Regions from separate parts of the Pan troglodytes genome. Here regions 2 and 3 are each linked to region 1. A link is a contact called in public HiChIP or PLAC-seq data. All regions are on one chromosome and are shown on one strand. The core of a region is the stretch at or near the end of the contact, and the rest is flanking DNA. Distances in the headings are between cores, read along the strand shown.

Region 1 (3,685 bases), core at 722-3,221:
ACTCTTAGGTACTTACCTAAAAAGAAATGAAAATGTATGTCCAAAAAAAGATTTATACAACAGTGTTATGACAGCTGTATTCATAATAAGCAAACTCCAGAAACAAGAAAAACATCCAGCAATAGGAGAACAGATAAATGAATTGTGGTATATTCATACAATGGAAAACTTAGCAAGAAAAAGGAATGGACTACTGATAGATGCAGCCACATAGATGGAACATGAATCTGAAAAATATTATGGAAGGAATGCAGCCAGAAACAAAAAAGTATATATTGTATGAATCCATTTATAAGTAGTTCAAGAAATGGCAAAACTAAGTCCAGCAAAATTAGGTTTCTTTCTTTTTATTTTTATTTTTTATTTTTTGAGACGGAGTCTCTTTCTGTTGCCAGGCTGAACTGCAGTGGCGCGATCTCAGCTCACTGCAACCTCCGCCTCCCGGGTTCACTCCATTCTCCTGCCTCAGCCTCCTGAGTAGCTGGGACTGACTAAAGGTGCGCGCCACCACACCCAGCTAATTTTTGTATTTTTAGTAGAGACAGGGTTTCACCATGTTGGCCAGGATGGTCTCGATCTCTTGACCTCGTGATCCGCCCGCCTCAGCCTCCCAATGTGCTGGGATTACAGGCATGAGCCACCCGGGTACCTTGCCTAAACAAAGGAGAGTAGTCCAAGGGAACTGTGAAAGGCCCCTGCGTGAGAGGAAGGGAAGGTTTGTTGTGTGTGTGTGGTTTTTGTTTTATTTTGGTAGGGTTTGGGTTCCTAATTACTCTACAAGGTGCACCAGAATTGGAGATATTTGTCCAAATTCATAAATTTTGAAAGAGAAAAAGAAATACATTCAGAGTACTATTATTCCCATTTCAAGATTGAAGAAATTCAGATTAAATTATTCTAATTTTGTGAGGAAGCTAGCATTTGAACTCAGTTCTCACGCCATATTCCAAATTGCCACACCAGATATCTGGCAGATTTAGGGAAGAGGAAAAAATTAAGCATCAATCTACCTGTGGCACTGTGTAATACCATTCTCAGGATTTTAACTTCTAACTTACTCTCTTTGAAACAGCGATCACAAAGGAATAGACAAGGGGACCACAAATCATTAAAACTGCTGTCAAACAAAATAGAGAACATTTTTCCTAAAAGTTATTTGTTTGTGTAGCGAATAACAAGTTTGACGTTCTCACTGGAAGGAAGAATATGAATAAATGAACGAGCTCCAGTAAGAAGTCTACAACCTTTCTTAGTGGTTCACTAAACTTACGTTTATTGAATGATTGTGTGGTTTCTCTGCAAAGAGCAGTTTTGGACGAAAAGACCCGAGGTTATTTACAAAACAAGAAGCTCACATAGGAACTGATCCAGTAAGGAGGATCCCGAAGAGAGACAGACAAATCATTTTTTGCATTGTTTTGTTGGAAACGCCGGGCACTGCCAACAGTGTTTTACATCACTGTTCCTCAAATTTTAATGTGCATTTGATTCCCGGAAATCTTGTTAAAATATAGGTTCTGATTCCATAAGCCTGGTGTGGAGCTGAGACCCTGAATTTCTAAAAAGCTCCCCAAAGATACCCACACTGTCAGTAGGGGTGGGAGTGGCGGAGGCGACTACAGGGGAAAGCTTCACTTTGAGTGATCGAGAGGCTCTACGCAACTGGAAAGAAGAAACTCAAACTCCCTCGTACAGAGAGAGACTCACCAGCCCCCGACCCCCGGGCAGCAGTAAAGCGAGCTGGGCACTGCGCCTAGAATCCCAGTTCTTACCCCAGGATCAGAAGCGCGCTCTGCAGCTGTCCCCGCACCTCCAGAAACACGCGCGTCTCCGCCGCAGAAGCCGCCATGGCAGGCGTCCAGTCCCAGACCGGACCAAGCTGGAGGTTCCGAGGGGCCCGGGTCAACAGGACCAGGAGAGGTTCCACGTGCGAACCAACCAGCAGCAGCCCCGCTGCGGCGCAGGCGCCTGTGCCAGATCGCAGGGCTGGCGCCGCCTACCAGCTCACAGCGCCACCTGCCGGCCGGAGAGTGCACCACCGAGAAGGCGCGTGACCCCGGAGGCCGGGGCGGGGCGCGCATTTTCAAAACCAGGCTTTGGCCCAGAGTGCTGAGAAAGGTGGGCGGCGAGAGGCTAGCTATCGCCCCACTCTGCTTCTTATGAGCGTGACTTGGCGCGTTAGCATCCCTGGAAATGACCATAAAAATCAGACCCAGGGTTCACACCTTTGGCTAGCTCGAAGGGAGGGAGATGATGGAGGCAAGTGTTACAGGTGGGCTTTGTCCCCAGGAGATCCAAGAACAGAATTCCCGGCCCCAAACCCACTTTATCTTGGTCTCTTTATGAACAAGGGTCGTTTGTTAGCCTCTATGTAAAGCGACAAAATTTTCAAGAATTGACTTGCCATTGCTTCTCAACTTAGACAGGATAGCTCCAAAATTGAAACAGGTGCAAAAATATAAGGAAGTTCTTTGTTACCTAATGCAGAAGAGTGTGGCTGAAGTCTATCAGGACTAACCATTTTTTAGGGGGTAAAAAAGGAAGATGAGAATGATTACGTATGTACAGCTCCACTATTCACTTTCACAAAAGTAAAAACTAAGAGAAGTTGGAGAAGTTTACTACCAGAAGATAGTTTTGAAAAGTTTGACACAGTAAAGAACCTGGTATAATGTAAATACTTATAATGAAGAACTATTAAAATATAAGACCAGGGTAGAATTACAATAGGGCTTCTTAAAAACAAGGAGCTGCTTTTATTTATTTATTTTTTTTCGGAGTCTCGCTCTGTCGCCAAGGCTGGAGTGCAGTGGCGTGATCTCGGCTCACTGCAACCTCTGCCTCCTGGGTTCAAGTGATTCTCCTGCTTCAGTCTCCCGAGTAGCTGGGATTACAGGCGCGCGCGCCACCATGCCAGGCTAATTTTTCTGTTTTTGGTAGATCCGCCCACCTTGGCCTCCCAAAGTGCTGAGATTACAGGTGTGAGCCACCATGCCCAGCCTAAACCATAAATAAATTCTAAATAAATAAATCCTGTCATATATTTTAAGATAATAGCTTGACAATTTTTCTAAAATCAGTATTTGGGGTGATTAAAGTTTATTATGTTGATGCACAAATTATTATATCTATCACAATAATTTGAAGTTATAGATGGAAGCAACAGCTCACTTAAAAAAATAAAGTTTACTATTATTTGGTCTCAAATAATTCATCTATTTGAAGGATGATGATTTCAACTCTTCATATCTTCCACCTTTAATACCCGAGGCTATTGAATGCTTAAATATTGACACATTATATTGAAATATACAACTTCCTTAGCACAGCTTACTCTTTATAATTGTTTTGTTAGCTTAAAAGATTGTTATATATTTAGTTACGTATTTGTAAAAACTTTCATTTTTTTACCGTATGGTGTTGGCAAAACGGTGCAATTTACCTTGGAGTAACCAGATATGATTGATAGAGCTCTAGACTCAAAGAAGTTCCAAATCTGACACCAACTACTTGTCTCCTAACTTCACAAGTCTCCTAACCTCTCTGGGATGCAGGTTACTCATATGAAATATTGAGAAACTATTCAAATAATATTTAAAAGCTGTTTTCAGTTCCTATTATCTCTTCAAATGAAAACATCTGCTAACCCCCTTTCTAGCCACTCCTGAAATTGGTAGCCATGGCC
Region 2 (3,685 bases), core at 371-2,870, 840 kb before region 1:
TGTAATTATTTTTAGAAACCAGTTTTGTCCTCATCTACCTTGCCTCAATTTCTAAAACAAATAAAAGTTAAGGAATTCAAAATACAAAAAGAGAAATGATCAAGAGGGGGCTGGAAAGCCTGTGGATTTACACCACTTTATGGGCACTGAAACACTACTACTCATAAAAGTCATATCCTTTCAGTATTTCTGATAAATTTCAAATGGCCTGCTTCGAGGCATAAGTTAAAAGGTGCTACATGAATCTCTGGCTAACACAGTCAAGTTTTATGAACTACGTTGGAAAACAGGAGTCAAGGACGGCCTATGTTACCTAATTCGCAGCTGAACTAAAACTCTTTGAGCCAGACAGCTCTGCCTGTTACAAAAACAAAGGGCCTGTCTTCTCTGTCTCTCAACCCCCCACCCTCCAAAAAGAATCAGTTCCTTTTTACATAGCAATCAATGTCCACTTATCAGATTTCACTACCTGCTTCCCCAGAGTCAGTATCCCCAGGGTGGACTCAAACTTGTGACTCCAGGAAGGGGATAAGGAACATGAGCGCCCACAGGAATGGCTTCAAATCCAAGGCTCGAAGGAAAGTGACACTACATAACTATCACAACTAGGAATGCAATGTCGCTGGAGGGCGTGTCCGGCAGGACGGGAGCGTAGCGCATCGCCGGGACAGGCCATTCATTAGCTGAGGGGGGCGGTAGGGACCCTGGCCACTCGGCCCTCCCCGCGCCGCCTCGCGCGAAGCCCGGCAGCCTCGGGGCCACAGAGTCCCCTCCCCACGGTCCCCCCGCGCCGCCGTCCGCAGCCACCCGCACCCTCCAGAAGGCGAATACTCTCCCCCTGCCCCCGGGCTGAAGGGAAGCCGCACCGCACGGTCGGGCAGCGCCAAGCCCTCCCTCACCAGTCGCTAGATGAAACTGCGCCGGTGGATTCCGCAGGGTCCACATAGAGCCACAAAGGGACTCATCCTCAGTGAAGGCAATAAGAGAAACCGAACGGCGCCAGAGGGGCCAGTCCCCAGACCCGGGTCAGTTCGGCAGGCGGCTGCAATACAGCCGCTACTACAGGAATCGGGAACGGGGATGTAGAGGAAGGGCCCGAGCGGGCGGTTCCCAGTAATAAGACGGGCGCTGGTTGGCTGGGGCTCCTGTATGTCTCTTGATGATTGGCTGGTGCCTGCCCAGAAGGTTTCGCGTGGCAGCACCTCTGCCATGGCCTTTTCCCTGGCGCCCCAAAGGAGCTTGACCTCGCCGGCCTTGGAGCCGCTGACTCAGGCCAGGGGCGGGGAAAAGAAAAAGGCCGCAGCGGGGAACTCTAGGCCAACAACGGTGATGGGAGTGTCCCTTTCAGGCCAGCCATCTCCTAGTTAGAAACGTCTCTCTAGGCAGCTGGAGACTCGGGGGGGAGGCTAAACCCGAGTGGAGAAGGAGACCTGGCAGGATGCCTTGGACACCCGGTCGCTACGCAGCAGAAGCCAAGTGCATAGGCGTCCTGCACAGAAGAGTTTCCTCCCATGGCCTTAGCAGTGGGGTTACTGCAAAGCCAAAGGTGTAGTCTCCGTAAACCCAGCCTCACCCCTCTCTGGATCTCCATACACCCGGATTATCTGGCAGTCACTCCCTTGGTCAGAAGGCGTCACTGCCCTCTTAGATCACCACCGTAGGACTAGCTGCCGACCCGGGTCACGCCACTCACTGCCTGACACCAGGCTTACACTAGGCTTTTTCCACTTGAACTCTGAATCTAAAGGCCATTTAGAAAGTGGTCAAGTGAAAAATGCTAGGAGGGACAGTAGCCAATAATCAATACTAGGTTACTGAATGGGAAACACACTGCTGCTGAATGCCTAATACGGTCAGCACTCAGTAAATGATTGTTCAAGGAGGGGTAGTGTGACTCAAAACAAACGACACTAAGAATCATGAGTTGGCTGTACAGCTCTGCCACGTTGAGTTTTACAAGCCACTGAGTCGACCTCATCTAATCTCTAAAAGAAAGGATTTGCGCATGTCTTAATGCCCACTGAGCTCTGCTTGCTCTCTTTTGAAGCCTTTTTTGTGGGAGGGTAGGTTACTAGCCCAAAGCCACACAGCTGCTTAGCGAAAGAGAAAGGGAGACTAGGACCCAGCCCTCCTACTGCCCTTCCCAGCACATAATTGTTTCTTTGCTCTTTATTCTGAATGTCCTTCTACAAAACAAAAACCAGTTTGTAATGTCAAAATTGAGTGGTTTTGAAAATAAGCTTAAGTTGGCCGGGCGCGGTGGCTCACGCCTGTAATCCCAGCAATTTGGGAGGCCGAGGCGGGAGGATCACGAGGTCAGGAGATCGAGACCGTCCTGGCTAACACGGTAAAACCCCACCTCTACTAAAAAAATACAAAAAAATAGCTGGGTGTGGTGGCGGGCGCCTGTAGTCCCAGCTGCTGGGGAGGCTGAGGCAGGAGAATGGCGTGAACCCGGGAGGCGGAGCTTGCAGTGAGCCCAGATCGCGCCACTGCACTCCAGCCTGGGTGACAGTGAGACTCCGTCTCAAAAAAAAAAAAAAAAAAAGAAAAGAAGCTTAAGTTGTATCTCCAGATATTTAAAAAAAGAAGCTACATATAATGACTTTCATATTCATGAACAAAGAAGCCAATAATGGCAAATAAAGCTGCTAGTGTAAATAAATGCATTGACCTGAGTTCGTAACTTCTCTCTCTTGTATCTGGGCAAGTTAATTCACTTTTCTGAAGCCTCAGTTTCCTCATTTGCAAAATGGGAGAAATAATGTATTTTGGGGTTGTGAAAATGTAATGATAGAGATATATAGCACTTAGCAGAGAGCCTTAGTCACACACAATAATACTTCATAAATAGTGCTAATGAATAAAGTATTTCCTTAGTGGCTGAATTAGTCCAAGCAGGCATTCATTAATTTAAAAGTTACGGCCAGGCAAGATGAGTCACACCTGTAATACCAGCACTTTGGGAGGCAGAGGCAGGTGGATCATTTGAGCCCAGGATTTCAAGACCAGCCTGGACAACATGGTGAAACCCCGCCTTTACTAAAAATTAAAAAAAAAATTAGTCAGGCATGGTGGCGCATGCCTGTGATTCCAGCTACTCAGGAAGCTGAAGTGGGAGAATACCCTGAGCCCTGGGAGATCAAGGCTGCAGTGAGTCAAGATCACGCCGCTGCAATGAGTCAAGATAACGCCACTGCACTCCAGCCTAGGCAACCGGAGTGAGACCCTGTCTCAAAAAATAGTAATAAATAAAAGTTAAAATTACCAGGTCTCGGACAATTTGTGGTAAGCATTGGGGATCCAACAGTGAACAAAAATACATGTAGACCCAGATATTCCCAAGCATAATAAATTGCAACGTTTATAAGTATTAATCTGATAGATTTATCTGACTTCCAAAAGATGTGACACATGAACTAAAGAATGAGCAGAAGATAACTCAGATAACTAGATAACGAGGAGATAAGTAGATGAAGCAGGAAAGAAATAACATTCCAGTCAAAGGAATGTAGAATTGCTCCCCTTTTCCCAGGAAAGTTAGATGCTTTCAAAAGTACTTACTGGTTATTTGCAAGACAAAATATTAAAATAATTAGGAAATAGTACAAATGAAATACAATTAAATGAAAAATATATTGTAGATGTGGTTAAGGGAGGAAGAAATCAAAATGAGCCATTTTGT
Region 3 (3,685 bases), core at 724-3,223, 710 kb before region 1:
AGGCAGAAGAAGTAAAAAGGGAACAAGAGGTGAGGTTTACGTTCTGCCTAAGTGGAACAGAGTAGAACTTTGCACAAACTCCTTAATCTTGCCTAAAGGCAGAATGTGGGATGTACTATATGGGAGGCAGGCAAATCTGGGCCTGGTTCCCACCTCCATCACTCATTTGAACAAGTTATGTAATTTATTTTTGCGTCAATTTTCTTGTCTGTAAAACTGGAGTGAGAGGACCTAACTTGAGTACCGATGTGAGAGTCAATGAGATAATATCTGTGATCAGCACAGTGCTTGGCAAGTGGAAGACACTCAGTCAAGCTAACTTAAAGCCCCAATTTTTTCATTTGTACAACAGAACAACAACAATAATAGCAACAAGCAATAATACTAACAATATTTATCTTGCCTCTGAGTTGTCTTGAAAATCAGATGAGTGTATATATTATGTTTCTAAATTCTAAAGTGTATCTCACTCTCCTAACAAAGCAGTTGGTCTTCAGATCAGGACCAGAGTTAATATCATGCCAGAGCATTATTACAGGTTTTTTCCAATGAGTAATTAATTTTATTTTTAAACTTATCATACAGTAAAATTGACTCTTTTGGTTTACAAAGTTCTATGAGTTATAACACGTTGTATAGGTTTATGTAACCACCACCACAATCCGGATACAGAACATGACTACAGCTTTAGAGATTCTTTTTCAAAGTGTTTTACATTCATGTTGCAAAACACTTTTAAAAATAAGAAAAGAGATGTAGATAAACGTGCTGAAGATGCAAATTAATGAAACCAGCTTTTATGCACAAATCTCTGCAGTTTCCAGTGTTTTCAGCTTTTGTCTGAGCCATTTTTGCTGTCGGCTTTGCAGACTATCTGTTTCTATAAAAGTAATCAGGCATCCGTTCGAGAGTTGGGGTCTTTCTTCACACTAAAGGCACATGTCCCAGGCACAAGCCTCAGGATCCTTATTTGATCTTTTTTAATACGACCAGGTCTTAAATTTCCGAACCATGTTTTCCCTAATTGCCATTTTCTCTCTAAAATGAAGAAGCCTGGAAGAACCTTCTTATCCCTTCGGGGAAATTATTTAATTGGGACAAAGGGGATGTGGAGTTACAGAGAGCAACGATAGGGCTTTCAGAACCCAAAACCTCTCTGGTATAATAACAGATCCTTCCGGTAACCAACCATTCAATTTGTCCCTCTCCCCAACCCCATCCTCTCCATCACCATCTGCCAGATGCCCCCTGGGACAATCGACTTTGAAACCAAACTTCTCTCCCAGGTCAGCTCCTGCAATCCCCACTCCTCATCCTTGGAACTTTCTCCACAGAAGTGACTTGACACACCGCGCTACATCTGGGGAGGGGGGCGGGTCCGCTTTCCGGGTGACTCAAGTCTTTGCTATTTGCCTTTTGTTTCTGGGATGCCTTTGGCTGCCTTTCTCTTCCATCTGCTTTTAATTTTGGTAAGAGAAAAGCTAATGAATCAGGAATGAATCTCCTCTCCACTAATCTTTTTTTTTCTTTCTCTCTCTCTTAAAGTTGGCGCGCTCTCTTCACAAGTTCCATCACTACCCAAGAAGTGAGGGGGCGGGGGGGACAGGCGGGAAGGCATTAATTACACCTAAATCTGAAGTTTGCGGCCTCAGGTACCACTTTGATGGGGAGAGCTTCTGAAGCTTCCATACAACCTGCCGTGCCTTTGCTGCTGCCGCTGTAGATTTTCAGCTCATTTCTTTCTGCTGCTGCTTCGCGCTGCTCTGTCATGCCTAAATCTATCTCGTCACTGCCAAAGGTGCCTGAATCAGGGTGAATTCCACGAGATTCACCAGCGGTTTTGCTCTAGTCCAAGGTAAATACAGTATGCAAAATGAGGAACCACCCAAGGATGTCGGGGAGGGGGGAGAGAAAGGGATTCCCTCACCTTTTCCGGCACATTCCTCGTTAATTTCCACCAGGAGGAGGCGCGCAGCCCAGCTCCCCTAGTCTCTCTTCTTAAATCCCCCTACCTACGGCTGCCGAGGTTGGCCGCGCGGCGGGAGTCTCCCCGACAGTCCTGGCCCTCCCCCGCCCCCCGGGTTGGTTTTTCCCAGCTGCGGAGGTTGGGAGGTTGGGCCAGGGACTGGGGTGCGAAGAGAGTCGGCGCCCGCAACGCGGAGCCGGGAAGTCGTCGCTACTCTGGTGGAACTCAGAGTTGGTTCTGGAGGCGGCGGACGCGGAGGTGAGCAGTGGGAGCTCGCGGCCTGGGAGAGACCCGGGAGGCGTCGTTGGGGCCCCTCCCCATCCTCGGGTGGAGAGTAGCGTTGGTTCGGGTTGCCACTGTACCCCGAGTCCCACTGCTGCTTTGTTCCCAGACTCTCCCCTCCTCTTTGGAGATGACTTGAACCCCTTTGAGATCCGAGGGGCTGGCGGGGCGCGGGCTGGGGGGCGACAGTTGTAGCTCCACTTCCTGCTAATGCGAGAAGGTACAAAAAGAGATCAAAAAGTCCTGTAACCTGAAACTTCCCTCGCATCCTAACCGGGACCGGGTGGAGAGGTCTGGGCGGGGGCGGAGACACCCGGAGGCCGACCTTCCGCCGAGGCGGTGCAGGAAGGAACGGGAGAGGGAGAAGTTTGGTAGGGAAGGAATTGGGGATTAAGCGGTAAGTTAGACGCGGGAGACGAGTCTCCTCGGGAAAGGCGGAGGGCGGGAGGCCGGTCGGGTTTATTTAGTGTGGGCCAGGGAAGAAGGAAGACTTTGCGGTCTGGGTGTCGGATGCACGTCCCCCTCCGGAGTAAAAGTGACTGGAGGGGTTGGGGAGGCGAGGCCGGGGCGGGCTTTTGGAAGGAGGTCTCTGGGACAGACTGGAGACGACTAGACTCGAAAAGGCCGGTTTTTGCACTCCGGAAGCCGCGGCAGCCACCGCTGTTCACGCCTCTCTCCTGCTTGTCCCAGGTCCCTCAGAGGATCCAGCGAGGGGCGCCAACAAGAGGCGAAGAGGTGGCACCAGGGCGGCGGCAGGAAGAGGAGCGGGAGCAGGAGCGCGGAGCGGAGCGTCCCGACCCGCCGTGCGTACTTTCTGGAGGGAAGGGGCGGGGGAGTCGGCCCCTGAGGGAAGCGCCCGGTGGCGAGGGGGTTAGCCAAGTTCCGGCTGCGGCGCCACTCCCTCGGTTCCACGAGAGGAAAGTTTTTTTTCCAGACGCTTCCGCCGGCTCGCGCCCTCCGGGCCCAGCCTCCCGAGCCTTCGGAGCGGGCGCCGTCCCAGCCCAGCTCCGGGGAAACGCGAGCCGCGATGCCTGGGGGGTGCTCCCGGGGCCCCGCCGCCGGGGACGGGCGTCTGCGGCTGGCGCGACTAGCGCTGGTCCTCCTGGGCTGGGTCTCCTCGTCTTCTCCCACCTCCTCGGCATCCTCCTTCTCCTCCTCGGCGCCGTTCCTGGCTTCCGCCGTGTCCGCCCAGCCCCCGCTGCCGGACCAGTGCCCCGCGCTGTGCGAGTGCTCCGAGGCAGCGCGCACAGTCAAGTGCGTTAACCGCAATCTGACCGAGGTGCCCACGGACCTGCCCGCCTACGTGCGCAACCTCTTCCTTACCGGCAACCAGCTGGCCGTGCTCCCTGCCGGCGCCTTCGCCCGCCGGCCGCCGCTGGCGGAGCTGGCCGCGCTCAACCTCAGCGGCAGCCGCCTGGACGAGGTGCGCGCGGGCGC

Evidence for each region. HiChIP or PLAC-seq counts read pairs in DNA pulled down with a chosen protein or histone mark.
Region 2: an H3K4me3 HiChIP or PLAC-seq map of stem cell-derived excitatory neurons shows a contact between it and region 1, with 17 times the contacts expected there. The contact joins the promoter of IBTK here to the promoter of UBE3D in region 1. A contact is called at or near these places in 4 of 7 Hi-C or Micro-C datasets (blood, induced pluripotent stem cells and stem cell-derived neural progenitor cells), 1 of 1 datasets of contacts at active chromatin or transcription factors (stem cell-derived excitatory neurons) and 1 of 1 other capture datasets (stem cell-derived neural stem cells).
Region 3: a contact with region 1 is called in an H3K4me3 HiChIP or PLAC-seq map of stem cell-derived excitatory neurons, with 7 times the contacts expected there. The contact joins the promoter of TPBG here to the promoter of UBE3D in region 1. A contact is called at or near these places in 3 of 7 Hi-C or Micro-C datasets (induced pluripotent stem cells and stem cell-derived neural progenitor cells) and 1 of 1 datasets of contacts at active chromatin or transcription factors (stem cell-derived excitatory neurons).

What each region holds. Positions count from the first base shown.
Region 1 is chr5:95,090,404-95,094,088 of NHGRI_mPanTro3-v2.0_pri, forward strand. It overlaps UBE3D (ubiquitin protein ligase E3D), which reads right to left and starts at 1,972. Exons shown (of 11, transcript XR_010158087.1): 1 at 1,773-1,972.
Region 2 is chr5:94,253,012-94,256,696 of NHGRI_mPanTro3-v2.0_pri, forward strand. IBTK (inhibitor of Bruton tyrosine kinase) reads right to left here and starts at 1,621. Exons shown (of 30, transcript XM_054686080.2): 1 at 900-1,621.
Region 3 is chr5:94,380,317-94,384,001 of NHGRI_mPanTro3-v2.0_pri, forward strand. TPBG (trophoblast glycoprotein) reads left to right here and starts at 1,974. Exons shown (of 2, transcript XM_016955911.4): 1 at 1,974-2,224; 2 at 2,939-3,685. The coding sequence starts at 3,276.